Linked DNA regions of Mus musculus: region 1 is linked to region 2. A link is a contact called in public ChIA-PET data. All regions are on one chromosome and are shown on one strand. Each heading gives the region's core, a stretch centred on a gene start, on an enhancer-like site or on the middle of the called end of the contact. The rest is flanking DNA. Distances are from core to core; before and after follow the strand shown.

Region 1 (6,701 bases), core at 1,937-4,436, 120 kb before region 2:
CACTACAGACAAAGCTCAGAGCATAATTGTGAGGGAGTTCTGGATTACATTAACTGGGGTTGGCTGGGGTCTGAATCTGAATAAAAAAGGCGAAAGTGACTGGAGTCTCAGGGTTCATCTCTGCTGTGAGTGGTCTATGATGACGCTGAAGACTGCACTCAGGTCTCACACACTGACCATAGCTAAGTTATAGACCCTCCATTAATAGTCCTCTGCTGTGGAGTTGAGCAACTTCCCGGTTGGTGATCACCTGAAGTGCTCAAGAGATTCTCATACTCAAGGAGGGCAAGGAACCTCTGTCCCTTGGTTCCAACCCCATGCACATGTATTCCATTTGGCTGCTCCTCAGAGGACTGTTTTTAGTAAATGGATCTAGTAAGTGCGGCACTTTTGTGAGCTGCTCCAGCTCCCCAAACAGTCGTGTGAACCTTTGATTTGGCCTCAAGATGCCTAACAGTGCAGACACGGAACCTGAAGAGGCCACCTCCTGTAGCCAGGCAGGACCCCACTCACCCATAAAAATTTCAACCCAAAATTTGTCCTGTCTAAAAGAAATGCAAGGACAAAGATGAAGGAGAAACAGAAGGAATGGCCAACCATTTAACTGCCCCAACTTGAGACCCATCCCATGGGCAAGCAGCAATCCCTGATACTATTAATGATATTCTGTTATGCTTACAGACAGAAACCTAGCATAATGCCCTCTGAGAGGCTCCACCCAGCAGCTGACTGAAACAGATGCAGAGACCCACAGCCACACATAGGACAGAGGTCAGGGACCCTTGGGAAAACGGAGGATTGAAGACCCTGAAAGGGATAGGAACCCCAACAGAGTCAACTAACCCGGATCTAAGGGAGCTCTACGAGACTAAGCCACCAACCATACCCAGGCTGGACTGAGGCCCCTAGTACTACACATGTAGCAGAGGACTGCCTTGTCCTGTGTCAGTGGGGAAGGATGTGCCTAACCCAGAGACTTGATGCCCCAGGGTGGGGAAATAAACCAGGGGCCACCCTCTCAGAAGTAAAGGGGAAGGGGGGAAGGGGATGGGGCAGCATTTGGGATGTAAATAAATAATTAATCAAGAAATTCAGCTGGGCACTCAATCTGCTACTAAGTAGCAGGTCTGTGACAACTGTCCACTGAGGAGAAACTCCAACATCTGAGGTGCTCCATAGTGTGCAAAGCATGACAGTAGTACACATTTTGGTCCTCCCATGTCCTACAGTAAGGACGTGTGAGTAAATGCTGCTGGGAGTCACCCATGCCTGGATCTCACCAGCAGAGGTCAGGAGAGGATAAGAAGAACAGGAGACCTGGCCACTGCAATGTGCGGTCACTTAGCAGTAAGCCTGGATGCAGGGTAAAACGAAGGCGTTCTTCAGAAGAAATAAAGGAGGACTGGCCAGATGGCGGAGGGTAAAACACTGGCCATCCACCACGCCTGACTGGAGTCTGACCTTCAGGACTCACACAGTGAAGGAAGAAGAGAACAAACCGCTCACTGTAAGCTGTCCTCTGACCTCCACATGCCCACCACAGTGGCACATGTGCACATATGCATGTATATGCACACACAAACAAAATAAAAAATTTAAAAATGGAAGGCTTTCATATTTTATATATTATGCAAAATACTGCACTGCATTTCATAGCTTTAGCTATGAAAATTCATAGTTTTATATACCCTTTCCTCCTTATTAAAAACATCAATAAGCTCAAGGAAATAATATAATCCATTATTAATATTGTTCTCTACTGGATAAATATAATGAGTGTGTTTGTTTATTTGTTTAAGTGCCTATTTGGGGGAACCCAAATTACTTTGCAAGCATCACATCAATCCTTTTGGGAGGGAGGATCACTGTCCCTATTTTAAACGGGAAACGCCCTACTATAGACCAAAACAGATGGGCAGAGCCACCATCACCTGCCAAGACAGATATCAGCACACTAGACTTCCTAAGCACCAAAGAGCACAGCTTCAGCTGCACACTGCAGAGTGGAAACTTCAGCAGGGCAACAACTCGTCCTGACCTAACTCAATGACAATGTACAGATAGATCTTTATCATGTGTCTAGCAACGGCAGAGCTCGGCCACTCGGTATAGGCGGACACTAGAGAATGCTAGTTTCTAACCTTAGACTACTTTGCCTGAGTCTAAGTTTATGTGTGTGTTTGTGGGGGGGGGGGGTATCAGACCACAGACCTGGTAAAATAACAGGCAGAGTCAGAGCCACAGGTCACCAAACCTAACAACCTGAGTTCAATCCCCAGTGCCCATCTGGTGGAAGGAGAGAACCAACTCTCACATGTATGCTGTGAACACACACACACACACATTTATGCAAGCATCACAAATGCAGGAACAAATATTCGAGACAGTCATCTAATAAGCACGTGCAGTGTGTGAAAGAACAAAGCACTGGAGCCCTCTGTCCCCCAGGAAAGGGCTGACAAGTAACTATACAAACAGTCCTCACTTTACTAGTGTAAGATGAAGAGGGTTTCAGGCCTGCTAGCCTACAACTCTCTATGGAGACCAGATGACCTCAAGCTCTACTATTTGTGCCTCTCAAGGCCTGTGAGATGCTGATAGCAGACAGGCAAATGAATGCTAAGATTTAATGAGCCCAGCCCCTGGGACCTGTTCTGAAACAGGCAGCCCTGACCCGCCACTGAGGACACAGGCACTAGATCACTACATAAACACCTGGAGTTCTCTATGCTAATGAAGTATCTAGATAGCTTCCCCCACCCCATCCCACCCCGCCCCGTAATGAACTTCTCTTCCGGGGAATTCCTTCCCAAAAAGGGTATTTAATCCCCGGTTCACCCAGAATAAAGTGTGTACATTCACACCCACCATCAAATAAACCAGTATGAATAAGTGGATCGCTGCAAGGAAGGCCTTCATCTTAAAGAGCCCCACCTAGAACTCCAGAGGAAGGCCTTCTCTCCTGCAGCCCCTCCAAACTCTGGAATCAAACCAGGCTCCATCCATCCCAGGCTCCACTTTTCCCCTCTCTGTCTGGCAGGTGCCCAGAGAAAAGGGCAGACCTGTGGATCCCAGTTCCCTCCCTCGGTGCTAGGCGGTACGCGGACAGTGCTAGGGTAAGCAGAGAGGGGCCTGGAAACCGCTGCAGACTCCCTGCTTTGCTAGGCGCTGCGCGGACAGTGCTAGGGTAAGCAGAGGGGGACCTGGAAACCGCTGCAGACTCCCTGCTTTGGATTTTGCCCTGCCTTCTCCGGAAGGCCTGCAGGCTGTGCTCTGGGCACCCCAGAGAAACAGGGCACGGTAGGACACTCAAGTGCTTAGATTAAAGGCATTTTAAATAAATTATTAAGGTATACATAGATTACTTTTTAGTGGTTCTCAATTATATTAAGCCTTTAAACAAGAAATTAATTAATTAAACGCATACTTGCACTGGATAAGAATTTTATTATACAGCTGAGTCTTATTTTAAAAAATTAAGCAAGCTTAGTTTTCAAGTATGTACCTTTTGCTAATCTGTCTTGCATTTCTTTTTTATTGGCATATTTCTTGACTAATAATCTATTTACTAGCTGGAAGACTCTAAGGATTTCTCAACCAAAAAAATTACAAATAGTGAAGGAGAGAGAAGTCAACACTAGATTAATACATTTTTATTTTGCCAAATCAATTAAGCTTTGTTTAAAAACAAACAATTTCAATTCTCTTCTCCCTAACCTTTCAAATGTAGGACACTGCAACAATTGCAGACTCTGTGTTAGCTTCTAAGTCAACATGCTTAATGCTATAATGAAGGATAACAACAGCCTAGTGTGAGAAACAGAGGGAGGGAGCGATCCTCAACATAAGTAACACATGAATGTGCAGACTCTAGAGAAAGGGAAAACAAAACAGACAACATGAGAGGAGGGGGAGGGGAGAGGGAGGGGAAGAAAATGAACACAAGGGGTAGAAGTTTCCAAAATTAGGTTAGATGACCAAGGACAGCCACATTCTATAAGTGACACTTGGATAACTTCTTGGAGAATGTAAAAGGGCTGAGCCTTGAAGCTGCTTTGAGGACAGCCAAACCCCACGAGAGAAGAAGCCAGTGGGACAGCCTTGCAGAGGGGCTCTGCTTCCCGCTCACACTCAGGAGACACCAGAGCTCAAAGAGTGGAGGTCATACAAGGGTAGAGAGTAAGCCACCCCTGCGCTCTGAGGACCATTCTTAACCCTTGAGTTTACTGCAGATGGAACAGGTTCTGATCAGAAAGTGTCAGGTTCTTAACCCATTTTAACAGGATCATTTTAATCGTTCACTGAATAGTAAGGCTAAGAGAAAGGGGATAAAGACTAAGGCAGGAAGACAGGAGGCTCCAGAGGAGAGCGAGGGACAGGGGAGCACAAGTGGAGAAGACACCTGGAGGCAGAGCTCACAGCACTGGCTAAGAGATGAGACGGGGTCGGAAAGTTTCAGACTCAAGAGAGAGCTGAGAAGACTATGGACTGGAGTCTGGAGGAAGGAGCCAATCTGAGGACCAGTATTAGGCCAAGGAAAAGATCAACATTCAGAATCTTAAAGTATGGTTGGTTTTTTTGTTTGTTTGTTTGTTTTTTGGTGACACAGAGGGCAGGAGAGAGGGAGGGAGAGTGGAAGGGAGAGAGGGAAGGAGGGAAGGAAGGATGGAAGGAGAGAAGGAAGGAGGGAGGGAGGGAGGGAGGAGGAAGGGAGGGAGGGAGGGAAGGAGGGAGGAAGACTACTGTAAGAGGGGTTAGAGACCATCTATAATGGCTACAATAAAATTTGAGGTGAAAGAAAAGATGAAGCTGAGGAAGGGGTCCTGTGGTGGTATCAGTGGGTCAGGATACAAGAAGTGGCAGGCAGAGGCTTGTTACTCTGTTATATTGCTGTTAAAAGTCCTGTCAAAGCCTCTTGGCTACGGCTATTACCAGAGAACCCAGCAGCCTAGCAGCTGCCTGAAAAAGGTGTTCACAGGTGGTCTTCATAGATGGAAAATAAAAATTCTGTTCACATCTTAAGGTTTTGCTACAGTTTTGATTTTTCAGAAAATTTTGATTTTTTAATTAATTTTTAATTTCATCTGCATTGTCTGAAGCTCAGCTCCCATCCTCAGAATACACAGAAACAAAATACCTTCACTTTCCATTCTCCGATTCATTTTAGGAGAGAAGGGGGAAGAGTAAGGAAATTCTAAGCAGCTGAAACTTCCCGTCCCTACTTCTCACGCACACCCAGGCGGAGAACCAGCTCCTCACTAAGTAGAGTGAAGAAATGTTTCAAGAAAAGCGGACAGGTTTACTGTGCCACTTGTCCTAGTCCTTAGAACGCTAACGTAGTTAACTGACCACAGGAAATGCTTCAGTCATGGCTTGGGGGAAGCTGGACAGAATCTCAGGGACAGTTGCTTTCTCAGAGCTACGGGTCTACAGTGCTGCTTTAGTATCCAGAGGGCTCGTAGGATGCTTGGGACGCTGTACTTGCAATGACTCACTGCTGTACCCAGAGATTACTGTAGCTGCCGGGCCTCCCTCGGAAGCTTCTTTTTTACAGTGGAAGGTGATAAACAGAGACTCACAACTGTTCGAGGTGTAGAGAATAGGAATTATGCCCTAAATGGAACATCTATCCCGCATCCCCTCCTCCAAGGCTCAGATACGATGATGGAAGAGTATAAGAGCCAGAGATGGTGGGTATTATAAGGAAATGATTTTCTAACTCTCTCAGCAGTTGTGACAGCATGCATGATGAGATCTACACAGGTTAAGCCAGACAAAATCCCATCATGGAGAGGGAGGTGGGCAAGAAGCCACACCCAGTTGCTAGCTAGGAAGCTATTGGCAGCTGATAGCTGTTGGGAGGGGAGAGACCATTTTCTTTAAGGGCTGACCATTCTCCAATAAGGCCACACATCCAAGAGTATGCAGGCAGCCAAAATTTGATGGGTTTAAAAACAAAAAGAACCCAAAGCTGAGTGGGTAGGGAAGGAGGGAGGGGCGAGAGGAAGGAGTGACCAAAATACACTGTGTGGACAGCTCAAAGAACTAGCAAACGCTGAGGGAAACTAGCCAAACAGAAACCATTGATGGTACGCATGCCTACTCGATGTGGATGGATGGACAGACAGACGGACGGATGGGCAGATGAAAGTTCCTGCCACAGAGAGGCTATTTCATACAGGTAGAATTTGAAGCTGGCGCTGAACATTTTAGAATACTATCTTTCTTCTTACTTTTAAAGAAAAATGAGAATTTCATAAATCCTCCTAAACCCATTTCATGCTTATTCTGGTTACTTTCTTAAGAGTGGTATCATTATGGTCAAATTCTGACGATGCCAGCCACATACAATACAGCACTCAAAAATGACAAAGGCAGATTCTATTCCTCTTGAGGCAATTCATCAATCAATAACTACAAATAAACAAAGAACCACACTTACCCGGTCCGCAGCTGCATTATGGTATGGGAGCTCCTCCTCACTGCAGAGAACAACAACAAACACGGAATGGTTGAGATCAGAGCTTTGTTTTGTTTTGTTTTGTTTTTCCGAGACAGGATTTCTTCCTATGTCATTCCTGACTCTAGAGAGATGTGTGCTTCCCGTTTCTACTCCACCAGATTCAACAGAAAATCCACCTGGTCTATTGTCGCAACATGCCTCACTTAAACACAGCGGTCACCAGCCTACAGGGAACAAT
Region 2 (6,906 bases), core at 2,772-5,271:
AGAGATTCTCTGCTCACTCCATTTCTGTCACACTGTCACCTGCTCACACAGTGTTCCGTCTCACTTCTTAATTTTATTTTACTCAAAGCAGTAACAGAAACCAAGTGGCTATTATTCCCTCCTTTGCATGTTAGGTAAGATCAGGGCACCTTCAGTGGCGCCAAGAGGACATAGCTACATCAATGTTGCTGAATGTAATAATTTAGAACACTGTAAGCAATGCTTACTGGGAAGAAATTCAAGCAACACAGTGGCGTGGAGAAAGGAAAGCTAAGTTTTCTTTAGTTTAGTATGGCTATTACCCCAGAGGGACCCCCTGTCAGGCCTGTGAGATAGGTCAGAGGGCAGAACACTTGTGCTATAAGCATGATGTCCGGATCTCATGCTAAAAAAATAAATCAATAAAAATCCAGATGCAGAGGTGACCATCTGTAATCTCAGTACTCCAGGTACAAGATGGGACACAGATACATATTTGGGTCAATTACAATATATTGATAATTCAAACAAGAAAAGACCTCATTGTTCATGTTTCTGCATATCTCTCAGCATTTCTTCAGTAAACATTGAAGGAAGAATCACTCGCCATTAAATACCTACATTTAAGTTGTGGAGGACTCTCTCACATAGCCCTGAGTTCCTCTGCTTTTTTTTTTTTTTTCAGCTCTTGTTCCTTTGTTTTTATTTTTGACTTTGTTTTTTGCTTGTTAGATTTTTGAGACAAGGTCTCACTATGTAGCCTTGGAACTCACCCTCGGTATAGAACTCATAGAGATCTACCTGCCTCTTCCTTCTGAGTCCTGGGATTAAAGGCATGAGTCACCACTCCTGGCTTTGATCTTTTGCTTTTGGATGTGTCTATGTGTTTGTGGTGTATGTTCATGTGCTGTGCTCGTGGTGGTTTGAATGAGAAGACCCTCCACAGACTCATATATTTGAATGTTGATCCCCAGTTGGGGAACTATTTGGGGAGATCCCTGTTTGGGGAACTGTGTTGAGGTTTGTCTATTGCTAGATATTGTAAAGCTAAATACGGCCCCTCAGGTCTGTTTGCCCTGCAAGGACGAGGAAATCCTCATGCATACCAAGTGATGCTGTGTATGTACCCGTGCTCCTTAATTTAAAACTATGATTGAATAAAGATGCCTACAGCCTGTAGCTGGGCAGAAGAAAGGTAGGTGGGGTTTCAGTAACTGGGCTTAGGGTCTGAGGTAGGACAATGAGAGAAAAGAGAGAGGTGAAAAGAGAGGAGAGGACACCATGGGGCAGGTGAGTCATGAAAACATGCTCTCGAGGGCTGGGCAATTGGAGTGAGAGCAGCTCAGGAGGAGCATGGCAAATTACAGCTCGGAGTTAGTGACAGAGCAGGTAGGAGAGCCACAGAGGGTCGATAGCTGCCCAGCCCTAATGCTTCGAAGGCCTAAGTAAACGTAAAGGGTTTGTGTCTTTTACCTGGGAACTGAATCATCAAAGCAGGGTAGAAACCCCTAATTAATATTAAATATTTACCACAGCGGGTGTGGCCTTACTGGTGAGGTGTGTCCCTGGGAGTGGGCTTTGAGGTTTCAAATGCCCAAGCCATGCCCAGTTATCTTTCTCTGTGCCTTGTGCTTGTGGATCAGATGTAAGCTTCCAGCTACTGCCCCAGCACCATGCCCACCTGCCTGCTGCCCTGCTCCCTACTGTGATGGCCATGGACTCACCCCTCTGAACTGTAATCCCCAATAAATTCCCCCTTCTCTAAAGCACCTTGGTCATGGTGTCTCTTCACAGCAACAGTAAAGTAACTAAAATGATGCTAGTTTCATGTGTGTAAGAGCGCATGTTCACATATGTGCGCATGCATGGAGAGACAGAGATTAACATGGGTGTGTGTCTTCCTCCAGTGCTCCCACTGTATCTCACTGTAGCCAAAGCTTGCAGATTCAGCTAGTCTGGCTAGTTAGTTGGCCCCTCGAGTACTGGAGAACAGGTGGGCCAATATACTCAGCAAGCTTTTATTTGGGAACGGCTGGGATCCAGCTCTGGTCCCCACCCATTTCTGGCAAGCATTTTATCCAATGAACCATCTCCATAAGTTTTTTTTTTTTAATTTTTCCTTCCACAACAACAGTCTTACTATGTAGTCTTACCTTAGGTAGCCTAGAACTCATGGAGATTTGCCTGCTTCTGCCTCCTGAGAGATGGGATGAAAGCTGGACATCACCTTGCCCAGCCCCTTTCGTTTTTAACCTATAAAGTGAAAAGATGTTTCAAACTGGGAGAGTTATTAGCAGTGCTAGAAGATGCCTTTAGCCTTAGAGAAGGACTGCAGTCTTTGCTGAGCTGGGCTTTCTTCACTCTGTACGGCATAGAATCCTTGAGTTTGCCTATGAAAACCCAGATGTACACTGTACTAGCTGTCTATTGTTTTGGGGAAAAATACTCCAGTCTTAGCATCATAAAATAGTTCTTTCTTTCTTTCTTTCTTTCTTTCTTTCTTTCTTTCTTTCTTTCTTTCTTTCTTTCTTTCTTTCTTTCTTTCTTGAGACAGAGTTTCTCTGTATAGCCCTGGCTGTCCTGGAACTCACTTTGTAGACCAGGCTGGCCTCGAACTCAGAAATCCGCCTGCCTCTGCTTCCCGAGTGCTGGGATTAAAGGCATGCGCCACCATACCCGGCTAAGAATTGTTTCTTGATTCACTGTCTTTTGGTCAGAAATCTCGACATGGCTTAGCTGGTAAATCAGGCTCAGGGGCTCTCAGGAGCCTGTACTCAGGGTACCAGCAGCACCTGCAGGCACCTGAAGCTTAGCTGGGTTGAGAGGAACTGCTTCCAAGCTCACTTGCTGACATGACCTGTGAGCAGGAAGCTATAGTCCTTCACCACACAGACCTTACATCTGCTTCTGATAAGGCTTTCCACAAAGAAGTAGGCTGAGAGGGAGGATAGAAGCCATGATGGCATTCAGAATCTTATCTCAAGATAGCACACTTTCGCTTCTGTTGTATCCTATTGGTCACATGAGCCAACCCTGGCATACTATGGGAAGGGTTGCTTGAGGTTAAACACCACCAGGCAAGGCTCATTGATGGCCATCTTGGAAACAGCTACCTAGCAGGTACAAACACTGTGACAGCAGCAATATCTCACACATACTTTTAACTACTCCTCTCCTCCCTGGCAAGGAGAATCAACCCATATTCGAGAGAGGAAGGGAACCTGGTCAGAAGCCCCCTTAACAGTTGAGTGCCTATGCCTTCCTGCTTCATTGAATGCATTCATAGACAACCTTAGAGAACAACATCAGAGAGCATTCTCTGATCTCCCCAGGGGAAAGGAAATGATAACCATAACCATCTATTGAAGTTCATGTTTAAATTTCTTTGGCCCATACCTAAGAGTTTTACCATTTGCTCCTGCAGAATAAAACAAGCTTGCAGCTTAAAAACACCTCAGCAATTTTATTTTCCAATGCGGTTAGGATCCAGCCTGGTGCTACTGTTATCCTATTCTCCGAAGATTAAACTAACTTAATTAATTATCCATACTTTCTTGTACACGCTTAGATGATCGAGTCCTACCTGGTTAGGCCTGAATTCTGCCGCAAACAATCAACAAGCTCAAAAGAACAAACATCAGTTCTTTTGCTAAAGGAAGAAAGTAAAATATTAAAATAAGACCAAAATGTGGACAGTGTTTGAGAGGAGGCAGAAGAGGAGAAAATAACTACTTTAACCTCCATTGACTGTGAACCAAAGATGATCCCTCCAAGCTGATCATAAATTTACAAAAAGAGACATGATTGTGACTAATAATGGGGAGAGTTTGTCTGTTTTTGACCATTTGAGGATATGTAAGTGAATTTAATACAAATACTGTCTAGGGTCACAGCGCATGCCAACTCTTTGATACACAGTAACTTAAAGTGACTTTTGATAAGATGATGCTTAAAGTCTGAGCTATCTGATAGGCAGCTCCTATCCTTGGCTCAGTCTGTCGCCCAGCCCACTCCTTCCTCTTCTACCCACTTACTAAGCACTTTCTAAGCACTTACTGACCTCATCTCCCAGGGTTTTCAGCTGTGCTGCTTATTCCAGTCTGGCTAAACATCTACAACTGCTCACAGCGGCTCTGACTGTCACCAATGCCAGAAGCAGTCATGGACTTTTTTGCTACATGGCCTCATTTCTTCACTGTTACATTTGTCTCTGTGAGGCATGAGGAAGCTAACCGATAAAACAGATTTCCAGGGCCTGGGTGACAGGGAGATCAATCAAACCTAGAGCTGTGTGGCTCCTATGCTCAGTCTTCTTATCACCCACCCTTTCTTGATGAGCTCAGTGTGAACAGTTAGGAAAGTACACTTGTGTGAGTGTGTATATTTGCACATATGTGTGTATATGTGTTCATGCCTGCATGTGGAAGCCAGATTGGGACATCAAGAATGCATCTCTATCAATCCCCACCTCACTCCCTTGAGACAGTTTCTCTGTTGTAGAAATTATTTAAATCCTGGCCTGAGGTTTTTACCCTACCTTTGACCTTTTAGTTCTGGATGAAAGACACACACAATCTTTATATGTAAATATAAATATACATGTAAATAAAAGCCTTAAACAACACGAGAGCTGGGAGATACTACTCTCTGTTATTAGAATCTACTTTCCTATTGACAACCCCAAGTTATCACTTACTACGTACTATGTTTCATCTGGGCTGTTCTTAACTTCAATTGGCCAGCCCACAGGGACGTGTTCTCTTAACTCCTGCCTTTCTTCTTCCTCTTGTGAGTCTCCTCATCTCCAAGCCCTTGATACCTAAACACTACCTATATCTATTCTGCCCAGCTATTGGCTTTTGGCAACTTTATTTACCAATAAAAAATAAATTGGAGGTAGGGTCACTCAGTGTCTATATTGGGGTGTGGACTCTCTCATCTCTGGGGCAACCAATCTTGGGGGCTCAAATTAGCATCAGAATATAGCAACATTAGACCAACCCACTCTAATCCTCCCATCTCTATCACCTCCAATGCTAGGGTTAGAGGAATACCTGGCCACACCTACCTTTTGACTTAGGTATCCAGCAAGCACTCTTACCCCACGAGCCATCTTCCCAGCATAGAAAGTACATCTTTTACATAGTTCTGACACCTTATCTTGAACAAAGATGAGTTCCTCTATCTCTCCTTTATCCCCTCTGCCTTCTGGTGTACAATTTTAATCATTTTAGGTTCTTAGACATTTTCTTTTTGTGCTTAAGAATTTATGAGCCATTTGCAACTTTACATGAAAATGAAGTTCTTGCAAAGCTTTGGGAGCAATGGTGAGTGGGCCATGACAACGCACCAGGTGGTACAGCACAGGAATGGAAAGGAGTGTGTCTTAGCTTTATATTTACAGAGCAAGTAGATCTAAGACTCCTGTGGTACAAGCACTCAGCAGCTTACCACAGGCTGTTAATGATGTCACTGGGTCACCACACTCACCATCAGGGGTGAACTTTCTTAAAGGATATTTTCAAATAACTTGCCATCATATTTGGGATGCATATTAGACTCCCTCTTGGTAAGTGACAGATGGGAAACATAAAATCAACTCTGCAAAAAAAAAAAAAAAAGAAATATCAACAGAGATTAAGACGGACACTGTGCATGAAATCAACATAACCAAACCAAGATGTGAGAGCTGACCATATAAATGGGTTTTTCTACCGTTAACTCCCACAGTAATGATTTCATCTCAGCAAAACAATACCATCTGTTGCACTGAATGCTAATTTTAATTTTATGAGTGTTAAGGTTTCTGCTTATGCTGAAGATGTTTTCATTTTATAATTGTATAAAGTGGCAATAACTTTGTGTCTGGTTTTAAATATTTAAATACGTGCACTATCAGAATCCCCCTATTGTGGGCTGGGTAGGTGGCTTGGTGGGGAACCAGCTTGCTATGTAGGCATGAGGACCTAACTCTGGCTCCCCAGAGCCCCTATAACTGGGCATAGTCAAGTGCTGGGAGCAGAGCATGAAGGTCCTTGCACCCTCAACTCTTAAGAGAAACCAGGAAGGTTAAGCGTGCAGGATTGTCTTTCCAGTGGGGAAGATGAAAAACCTGCTTTTCCTTCCAGACAGCTGAGGATTGATTGACAGCATGGTGATCTGTTGTTGGGCCAGGCCATACCATGCTCCTACAACCATGACAGGAGGTGGCTAGTGATCTAAATGACACTTAGAACCAGAGGCTCCCCCAAGCTCCCATGACCAGAACCAGAGGTTGCTAATAACCAAATGACCTCTATACTATCTGTATGACTGAGACCAGACCAGACCCTTATAGGTAGCTTATCGCTGGAGCCCATCTTAGAAGAAATGACACCGTGAGTTGAGTTTCAATGCAATTACACTTCCTTGTGCAATGGGGATTGTATCACACCAGGAAGCTTCGAGTCCATTGGGAATAAACAACCTGTTATTAGACTCCCTGAAGTCTGACCCAGGTTGACAAAGTCACTGGATTTTCACTCCTGGTATGACCCCTGCAGGGACCCTCTAACTCAAGTATGTCTGTAGTCCCAGTTCATTTTGAATTTTTAAGACAGTGTTTCTCTGTGTAGCCCCAAATGTACTAGAACTCACTCCATAGACCAGGCTGGCCTCAAACTCACAGAGATCCACCTGCCTCTGCCCCCCAAGTGCCGGGGTCAAAGGCATGTACCACCCACCACTCTCTGGCTAGTCCTAGCAATCTTCTGGCAAAATGGGAGGCACACACAGAGGAATCCAATGATGTCACAGGCCAGCTAGCCTAGTAGCTTCTGCACCTGCCAACAAAGACACCCTACTTTAAATAAGGTGGAAGATGAAGGGTAACATGCAAAGATAACCTTTGACCTCTGACCTCTCCAAGGGCACCATGGCGTGTATTCA

Evidence for each region. ChIA-PET counts read pairs in DNA pulled down with a chosen protein or histone mark.
Region 1: an SMC1A ChIA-PET map of the G1E-ER4 cell line shows a contact between it and region 2, with 9 read pairs. The contact joins two enhancer-like sites. A contact is called at or near these places in 3 of 39 promoter capture datasets (cranial neural crest, embryonic stem cells and stem cell-derived epiblast-like cells), 2 of 15 datasets of contacts at CTCF or cohesin (the G1E-ER4 cell line and pro-B cells), 4 of 484 Hi-C or Micro-C datasets (ECoMG myeloid progenitors, bone marrow-derived macrophages, female germline stem cells and 1 more), 3 of 115 datasets of contacts at active chromatin or transcription factors (embryonic stem cells, neural progenitor cells and pancreatic cancer cells) and 1 of 9 other capture datasets (bone marrow-derived macrophages).

What each region holds. Positions count from the first base shown.
Region 1 is chr2:6,400,061-6,406,761 of GRCm38.p6, reverse strand. Usp6nl (USP6 N-terminal like) reads right to left here. Exons shown (of 15, transcript NM_001080548.1): 5 at 6,443-6,482. Among named protein-coding and RNA genes, the nearest start is that of Gm13388, 34 kb to the left of the region's middle. Within about 2 kb of position 3,186, at least 62 of the 459 cell types and tissues checked have an H3K27ac peak or open chromatin away from gene starts, as enhancers often do. A contact at or near this core is called in the G1E-ER4 cell line, where this site is marked.
Region 2 is chr2:6,282,041-6,288,946 of GRCm38.p6, reverse strand. A230108P19Rik (RIKEN cDNA A230108P19 gene) reads right to left here. Exons shown (of 7, transcript NR_040333.1): 4 at 5,470-5,580. Among named protein-coding and RNA genes, the nearest start is that of Gm13383, 22 kb to the right of the region's middle. Within about 2 kb of position 4,021, at least 19 of the 459 cell types and tissues checked have an H3K27ac peak or open chromatin away from gene starts, as enhancers often do. A contact at or near this core is called in the G1E-ER4 cell line, where this site is marked.